Regions from separate parts of the Hordeum vulgare genome. Here region 2 is linked to region 1. Evidence: chromatin contacts called from public Hi-C data. All regions are on one chromosome and are shown on one strand. The core of a region is the stretch at or near the end of the contact, and the rest is flanking DNA. Distances in the headings are between cores, read along the strand shown. Region 1 holds the start of LOC123434007 (U1 small nuclear ribonucleoprotein 70 kDa-like). Region 2 holds the start of LOC123434039 (trihelix transcription factor GTL1-like).

Evidence for each region. A called contact is a pair of places that touch in the nucleus more often than the background predicts.
Region 2: a Hi-C map of seedling shows a contact between it and region 1, with 4 times the contacts expected there. The contact joins the promoter of LOC123434039 here to the promoter of LOC123434007 in region 1. A contact is called at or near these places in 2 of 6 Hi-C or Micro-C datasets (leaf and seedling).

What each region holds. Positions count from the first base shown.
Region 1 is chr1H:327,095,144-327,099,403 of MorexV3_pseudomolecules_assembly, reverse strand. It overlaps LOC123434007 (U1 small nuclear ribonucleoprotein 70 kDa-like), which reads left to right and starts at 2,392. Exons shown (of 10, transcript XM_045115488.1): 1 at 2,392-2,559; 2 at 2,663-2,777; 3 at 2,855-2,934; 4 at 3,377-3,452; 5 at 3,537-3,601; 6 at 3,710-3,772. The coding sequence starts at 2,461.
Region 2 is chr1H:327,911,398-327,915,754 of MorexV3_pseudomolecules_assembly, reverse strand. LOC123434039 (trihelix transcription factor GTL1-like) reads right to left here and starts at 1,957. Exons shown (of 3, transcript XM_045115489.1): 1 at 1,392-1,957; 2 at 1-702. The coding sequence starts at 1,783. It overlaps LOC123434055 (a long non-coding RNA gene), which reads left to right and starts at 1,869. Exons shown (of 2, transcript XR_006625353.1): 1 at 1,869-1,909; 2 at 1,951-2,155.

The DNA.
Region 1 (4,260 bases), core at 1,143-3,642:
CTGAGGCATGTTGTTCAGGAGCCCCCCTTGACACTCAAGCCGCTCTACATTGACAGGCCCCGGTCCCGCACATTTCCCCACCGTCGTTAGGTTCGACGCACTTCATGGGGCGGGGCCCCGCCGCCCCTGACACCGATCAGAGCTCCAGGACGACACCAGGGTGGCGAGTGACCTTATGACCGGTAACTCTCCCGAGGCTCGATGGAGATCCCCCTTTGGCGCTCGAGCGATTCCTCATCCCGTCCCTTTGGTCATCGCCGCAGGGCGCCCTGAGGCCTCCCGAGACTCTTTGTGGTGGTATCGTGCTTCGATCCGAGCCCCCGAGCACGGGTCGACCGCTGAAAAAGTTTGCCCCTGGGACGACAAGTCCTTACTTTCACGCTCCTTGGCGCCTAGAGGCGGTGCGGGGCGTTCAACTCCTCAGGAAATGTCATCTAGAAAAGCCGGCGAAACAAGAAAGCGCAAGAGAAAATCCCCCCTTTTGTTTTTCAAACATCAACTTTCGAAATCGACAAATTTATGTCCAGCGGAAGATAATTCAAGCTCCAGGAAGAAGCAAGCAAACGCCGCGTCCTACACCTAGGCTAATCTCTACGGGTATAGTCATTGGTGGATTGTGTTGATTTCCTTGCCAGCCGCGGGCATAGTCATTGGCGGATTGGATTGATTGCCTCCGTCTTCTCCCCAGTGCGGAGAGTAGGGCTGCCACTAGGCGTGGGAGGGACCCCTCCGCGTCCTGGGGGGGGGCGTATACAGCCACAACTCGTTATTACGTGAGAGTGTCACGGTGGGGGTGTATCTGGGAGGTCGCGAGGATGCTTTGGCCTCGCGAGTGTCCCTACCCCCGAGGCATAGGCGCGTGATTCCTTTTTAGTCTTCACCCAGCGTGGAGCATAGGTCATCCACTCAGCGTGGGAGGGACCCCTCCGCGTCCTCGGGGGCCCTGGGTGTATACTGTCACAACTCGTTATTACGTGAGAGTTTCATGGGATGAAGTAGGTTTCGGAAGGATTGAAGGACAATGCAGAGGTGCCACGGGTTGATGCAGGTCCCGCGGGGACTATAGGGCGAACACGAGGGTGCTCCGACCTCACGATGTTTCCTCCTTGGGGGTGGTTTGCCCCTGTTCCCTTTTGTAGATGGGGCCCTTCGAGGCCCTGCCCGCTCCTTCTCCTGAGACTGGTTGAGGGATTTTCTACTGCTCTACGTCGGCAGGTCCCAGTCCCGCCCATTTCCCGACCGACGTTGCATACGACCGACGCAGCTACGGGGTCAAGCCCTGACACCCCTGATAACCACCGAATGTCCGTGGATGGCATCAAGGGTGGTAGGTGGTATTATGACCGGTAAGGCTCGTGAGGCCCGATGCTCGGGAGCCCCATTTGACGTTCGAGCGGCTCTGCGTCACCAAGACCTGGTCCCACACATTTCCCAACCGCCGTTGCTTGCGACCGAATGGACGGACGCAACTACGGGGTCAATCCCTGCCATCCCTGATAATGACTGAATGTCCGTGGATGGCATCAAGGGTGTCAGGTGACCTTATGACCGGTAAGGCCCCTGAGGCTCCATGCTCAGGAGCCCCCTTTTGACGCTCAAGCGGCCCCCATTTCATCCCGTTGATTGTGGCCTTGGGAAGCCGCGGGGCCTCCCCAGGTCCCGCGACGGGGCGACGCGCACCAACCGGAGCCCCCAAGCGGGGGGGGGGGGTAGACTGCCCAAATATGCAAGCAAGGTAAGATGTCAGATCGCCGAATGGATGCAACACAAGTAATGGAAGCATGCGTAAATGATATGATGGGAAGAGGTGTGCCCTTGAACACATGAAGTTCATGCGGCCAGCAGACACCCCCGTCGGCGCCCACACCAGCACCGTAGTCGCCGCGGGTGTCCCGCGCCACTTGTGTCTCGTTGCTTTCTCTGACTCGTCCTCCTGAGGCCGGGGCCCCGGTCCTTCGCAGTTTCTCCGCGGGGGCCGCGGCTGGCGTCATGCCCGCGCCTTGGGGGTGCCTCCTGCCCGCGCCTCTTGGGCCCAGTGCTCTGCTAGTGGGAGCCCTAGGGTCGGGCTCAAGGGGGACCCCCCAGAGTGCTCCTTACTCCTGAGGAGGACTGACGCCCGGGGTGGACGCTTGAGGCTCTTCCTCGATGGGAGGGTTAGGTGGTGTTACATAACACGATACATAAGGCTCCACTTAGGTGTTCGATCGACCTCCAAGGCCGTTATCGGTCAGTGACCGGATGGCCTTCCGGATGTTTGAGGGGTGCGGACGTAGATGGTGTATACAGTGGGATGGAGGAGTAGAAGCTGTAGGGTCACTCACGGACTACGGGTCCATCGAATCAGTGACGGTATCGGCCCACGCCCAGAGCCTCCGTTAAAAACTGAGCAAACCCTCCCTCCCCACAATCCCTCTAACGACCCCCCGCCCCCGAGCTCGCGAATCACCCGAAGCCGCCGCCATGGGCGACTACGGCAACGCGATGATGCGGAACCAGGATGCGGGCGTGCAGACCCGTGTGAAGGCGCAGAGCCGCGCCAACCTCCTCCAGCTCAAGCTCGTAAGCATTCGCCGCTCCCCCTTCTAGACCTAACCCTAGCCTCCGGTCTTCCCCGTTCGATGCGTCCTCCTATCCGAGATTTGATTCTGTGGTTTGGTTGCAGATCGGGCAGAGCCATCCGACGGGGCTGACGACGAACCTGCTGAAGCTGTTCGAGCCACGGCCTCCGCTCGAGCACAAGCCGCCGCTCGAGAAGCGCAAGTTGCCAGCTTACACTGGTAATCCCCATCGTGCAGCTCTGTTTGCAATTGATGCGAGCGTCCTCGCTGATGGACTGTTTTTGGTCGGTTTGCAGGGATGTCGCAGTTTGTATCGCGGTTCGCGGAGCCTGGTGACCCGGAGTATGCTCCGCCTGTCCCCACGTGCGAGACTAGGGTATGTTTTTGGTCTCGTTGCTGCAGTTTCTGCCGAATTAGCGGGCGCGCCCATTTATATACATATATATACACATACCTATACGTGCAGGCATTCTGTAGTGGCACCTGGTATCCTTGTCCGTGCTCATAATCATATGGTACCTCATAGTATGCGATTATGCTAGTAGGATTTTGCTAATTGTGACTGTGTTTAGGTTTTATGTACTTGGATATTTTAGTGCAACTGAAATAGTCAAATAAACATTAATAAAGAACGGTGGTAAGCACCCAGTAATAAGTTCGAATGCTGTTATGTGAATTTTGATAATAAGGCTTTCTAAACAGCATGAACATTTGTGATTGAATTTACTTTGAATCAGCAGATATAGGTTCAGATGTTCCTTACTCATGCTTTAAGGTTATCAGGTCTCTGATTTTAGTATTAAATTTCATGTATATAGGCTGAAAAAAAGGATAGAATCCGCCAACTTAAGCTTGAGGAAGGTGCAGCTAAGGTTGCTGAAGAGCTCCAGAAGTGTAAGTTGTTTTGGAAGCCACACTTCCCTTTTTGTGTTCTATATATGTATTATTAACATCGTTATTTTTAACTATTTTATGTAGATGACCCACAAAATGACCCCAATGTCACTGGAGATCCATACAAAACACTCTTTGTTGCACGACTTGTGAGTATTTTCACCCAATCATTCAGATTTTCTTAATTCATGCGAAAACATCGCAATCAGTATTTCTTTTGTAACTTAATGCTCACTGAATTTGTCAAACTGTTGCAGGGCTACGAGACATCCGAGCAGAAGGTTAAAAGGGACTTTGAAGCTTATGGGCCTATTAAAAGGGTAAGTATATATGGTAAATCCCAGTGCAGGTGAAGTTATTCCTCATTGGTAAGGTTTTCAATTGTCTAAACTATCGCGGGTGAAATCTGGGAAATTTTTGCTTCGCTGCCTTGCATTCCTGGCAGCTGCTGTCACAAAGTCCTACTTGGGAATGAGGTCATTCTGTGTGTTCCCTTGTTGCTTCCACAATTTTGGGAACCTTCCATACCAAGATAAAAAGAACCTTCGACACACAAAACATAATACAAAGCTGTTTGTTAGGTTTTTTCTATTTTATATTTTTTGGAAACCGCAGCATGTGTTTTTTTGAACTTTTTCCAAAAAACGTTGAAAACCTATATTTCCATGTTCTTTTTTCTTCTTCTTTCTTGTTCTTAGCAAATTTAGTAATACGAACCGACAATATGTTTTCACTTTTCTGCGTATTCATGTATGGTATTTTTTGGTAATATATTGGATATGCATCTATCAATTTGGGAAGTCCTGAC
Region 2 (4,357 bases), core at 708-3,207, 820 kb before region 1:
GCGGCGTCGCGGGTAGCAGCCATGGCGCGCTCCTGCGCGAGGATCTCCTGCTCGCGCGCGAGGCGCGCCATCTCCTGCCTCCGCCACGCCTCCTCGCGGATCATGCGGTCCTGCTCCCGCTTCTCGATGGCCTCCAGGAATCGCTGCTGCATCGCCTCCTGACGCTCCATCACCTGCTTCATCAGCCCCTCGAAGAACCTCATCATCTTCCCGCTCCCGGCCTCGCCGCCAGTAGCGGCCGCGGCGCCACCCTCCGACGTCCTCTTCCTCTTCCCTCGCTCGTCGGCGCCGCCACCCATGTCGTCCGTGCCCTCGTCGTCGGAAGAGTCGTCCTCGTCCGAGTACTCCTCCGTGTTGGACGTTGAGAAGCTCATGTTGCCCACTACCACCGGCGTCGGCAGGCCTGCCGTAGCGGCGGCCGAGGCACCAAGAGGCGGGGGCTCGGCGAGGGGCCGTACGGCTGTGGGGCCCACCACCCCAGGTACTCCAACGGCTGTGGCCGGCGGCGGGGCCGACGCCATCGGAGCCGGCGTCGCTCCGGGCGTGCCGTGCAGCGCCTCGAGCTGTCGGAAGAAGCGGTAAGCTTTGCCGTCGTTGCGGCCGGCGCGGCTGTCCTTGGTGCGCTTGTAGTACTTGTGAACGTTCTCGAACTTCTCCTTGCACTTCTTGGCGTTCCGCCTGTACCCCTCCTCGGCCAGCTTCCTGCCAACCACCACCAACACCAATCATCATGAGCATCAGCGGCACAAAGCGAAAAAAACCTCGTCAATGGAGCTCTACTCTACAACCACAATTGCACACATACGAACTCACACATCATGCAAGTAAACCGTAACCCTCACACAAAAGCTGCATGCATGTACTAGTAGAATTTTACTCGATTTGGGCACCCAAATGCAAAAGATATACTAGAAAGGCATATGCATACATGCAGCACTAGCAAGAATGGCAAATCCCAAGAAGAATGCAAAGTAAATTAAATCGGGAATAAAAATCCAACTTTTGTGTGCAGAAATTCAGAGGGCCAGAGTAAAAGACAGCGTCTCCGGGATAGATGCCCCCCGGATCTGAAGCTTACCGGAGTAGTACCTCTCATGTCGAAGGGATGGTTGGACAAAAAAAATCAGGGAAAGGTGGGGAAGGAGAGCGATATGATTTTAAAATGGAAAAAAGTCACTGTGCTCGTGAAGGATAGTTAAGGCAAAAGTGTAAAAAAGAAGTGTTTTTTAGCGGGTAATTGAACAGCCGCGGCTGACGGGAATCACACCACGCCGGCGCCGAGATTTCATGCGGCATTACGCCGACGGCAATTTCCGGCCTCGACGGACGGCGACGCCGGCGACGGCGCGCGCAATTGCCTGGCAGAGGTCAATTAGTGGGCTGTAATTTACCTGGAGACCTCTTCCCAGAGTGGGCCCTTGAAGGTGGCGTCCCGGAACGCGGCGTCCATGTCCGACCGGATCTTGAGCAGCGCCAGGGTCTCCTGCCGCGGCCACCGGTTTCCTCCAGCGCCGCCGCCCAAGCCTTCCTCGCCGGCCGCTGCCGCGGCGAGTGCCTCTTCGTCGAAGCCCACAGCGCCGGCACCTGCTAGCTCGTTGTTGAGCTGTTGCTGCTGCTGCGGCGGCCCTGGCGCCGGCGGGCGGCTGCTGATGGGCGAGGGCGCCTCGGCCATGGAGATCCGCTGCTGGCCGGTGCTCCTAGACGGCGAGAATGGCGGCATCTCTGGGGGATGCAAGCCGAACTGCTGGCCCGGGCCTCCACCCTGCTGCTGCTGCTGCTGCATGCTAGTACACACTGGGTGCACGTCGCCGACCGAGCTTTACCACAGGCGCATAGGGAATGGAGGCGACTGAATGATCAGTACATGAGAGAGAGAGAGAGAGAGAGAGAGAGAGAGAGAGAGAGAGAGGTGAAAAAGATGGGAGGCCAGGACAAGCAGAAAGAGCACAGAGAGAGAGAGAGAGAGAGAGAGAGAGAGAAGGAGTGGGGAAAAAGGGAAAGGAACAGAGATGAGGTGGTAGGCAGGTGAGGGATGAAGATGAAGAAGAGGAATAGAGGAGCGCTAGTACAGGAAGCCTGGCACAAGAAAAATACTAGCCCTGCAAGGGAGAGGGGAGGGGAGGAGGAAGAAAGAAGACGGAGAGGAAAAAAGAAATAAGATACCTTCAGTAAGCCTGCAATAAATAATAGGGTGGATGGAGGAGAGAGAGGGGACGAGAATATGATAGCTGTGAAGGAAAGAGAGAGAGAGAGAGAGAGAGAGAGAGAGAGAGAGGGGTGTTGAGGAGTGAAATGTTGAGTGCAAGGAGAGATGGCTGTTTGTTGTGTGCAGACGATGATGAGGGGGATGATGCGGGAGATAAAACAAACGGGATGCTGCGCTGTCAGGGTGGCTTTACCTCCCTCCCTGACTAATGCCCCTACAGCTAGTTAAAAACCCAAAGGACGGAGGAGAGGGAGAGGAGTGCCGGGCAATGGTATGGTAGAGAGAGAAACATGTGAGCGGCATGGAGAGGAGATGAGAGGAGAGGAGAGAGAGAGGCTTGTGATGAAAGGGAGGGGAGCACAAATACCCATCTACAAAACTCCCCCTACCTCAATCCCCATGGAGGAATATGTTGGATTCTGTGGTCATCTTAGTCATTTCTCCCATACAATATATCTTAGTCATATACAGTATTATCCATCGGATTAACCTTTCTTAGCTACCAGTAACTTTACACTCGTATTCCTCCTAGCTAGTACAGCCTCTGTTATCACAACTTTTCGATGCACCTAATTTTGAGGGTTAGAAGCGACTGTTGCAGTGAAACAATTCATTACAGTGAGTTTTTCTTCTCTTTTCTGCAGTGGTATTTTTTACAAAAGAAACGTAAATTTGGTATTGACAAAAAAACATAAATTTGGCCTCAAAAGCCAAAGAAAAAGCTGTATGCATGAGAGAACAAAATTAGTTAGGAGAAACGGGGGAGAGAGAGAAAAGAAAAGAAAAGGTACTAGGACGAGGAGTGAGAGAAGGAGCAGACAAGACCACATTATAACAGCTGTGCCGTGGGCCCGCGCGGAGAGCGAAAGAGGCGCAGAACGTGCCCCGGCGATTAACGCGGACCCCCCCATCACCACCCGCCCAGGCAACACCGACGCGGTGCACCGCGCGCAGACGCCACTGAGCTGCGGGCCCGTAACTTTGCTTGACCCACGCGTCATGCGTTTCGGCTGGAGAATACGCCTGTGCGCGGAGAAGGCGGAGGAGTATAAAAATGGCCATGCATTGGCATGTTGTGGGTTAATCCCTCCCTTTCCAGGTAATAAATGGCCATGTGGCCCCTTTTAATGATTAGGCAAAAAAATCTGACCGATTAATTAAGTTAACCACCTCGATTATTATTTTTCCCTGCTTAAGTTAATGTATATGTATGGGCAGGATGGCATTTATTTTCACATGGAAATGCGTTTTTAGAAATGTATATGGGGCAGTGAGTTGAAGTGGAGAACAGTCACGGGCTGTTTGTATCCGAAAAAAGAAAATCCTGTCTAGCACATATACATATGCATTTAGCATTTACATGAGATTTGATGGTTAGGGTTGGAGTCCTGCACAAAAATACCATCCACATATGTATTTCACTGTATCTTTTTAATTGACCACATCAAAGCGAATAAATGATAGTACATACTAACATTATTGAGCCAAAAACATGATAAGTATATGCCACTGGTTTCAGTATACTAGCAATAAAAGATGTGCAACATGTTAAAATATTTGATCACATCTTAAATACAGACACAATGTATGTTGTATTACGGCAAATGACACATATCATTTCATGCATTGCGTTAAAATATTTGCAAGTGTCAACTTTTAGCTTAAATTTTGTGCTAGTTGTGAGTGTCCAGTTTATCTATGAGCCATTGAATGAATATTTTGAATGAATTGGTTCTAATGAAGCTGTACTTTCTATCCTGGTATTGATCATACTACATGCATCAATGCAAAAATTGGCCCAGTTTTTTTATGCGGCTTAAAAAATAAGCTGTCTCTTTCCAACTTAAAAAATAAATCGCTTCATAAATCAGTTGAGGCTTTTAATTGGATATGTCATAGCTAATTCAGAACCCACATTGAATGAGATAGATGGCTTATGGAAAAAACTGAAAAGGAGACGACTTTATTTTAAGCGTAAAAAAAACTGATCCATAGCGCGTCACTCTATCTATCCATCCGTCTTCATAAATATAGATATATGTATATATATGATTGAAACTTTAGCGGCGACTCATTTTCAATGTGCGTATAATAGGCAAAACAACATTGAGTATAGCATCTCTTATTCACTATATATCCTAAAGATATGCA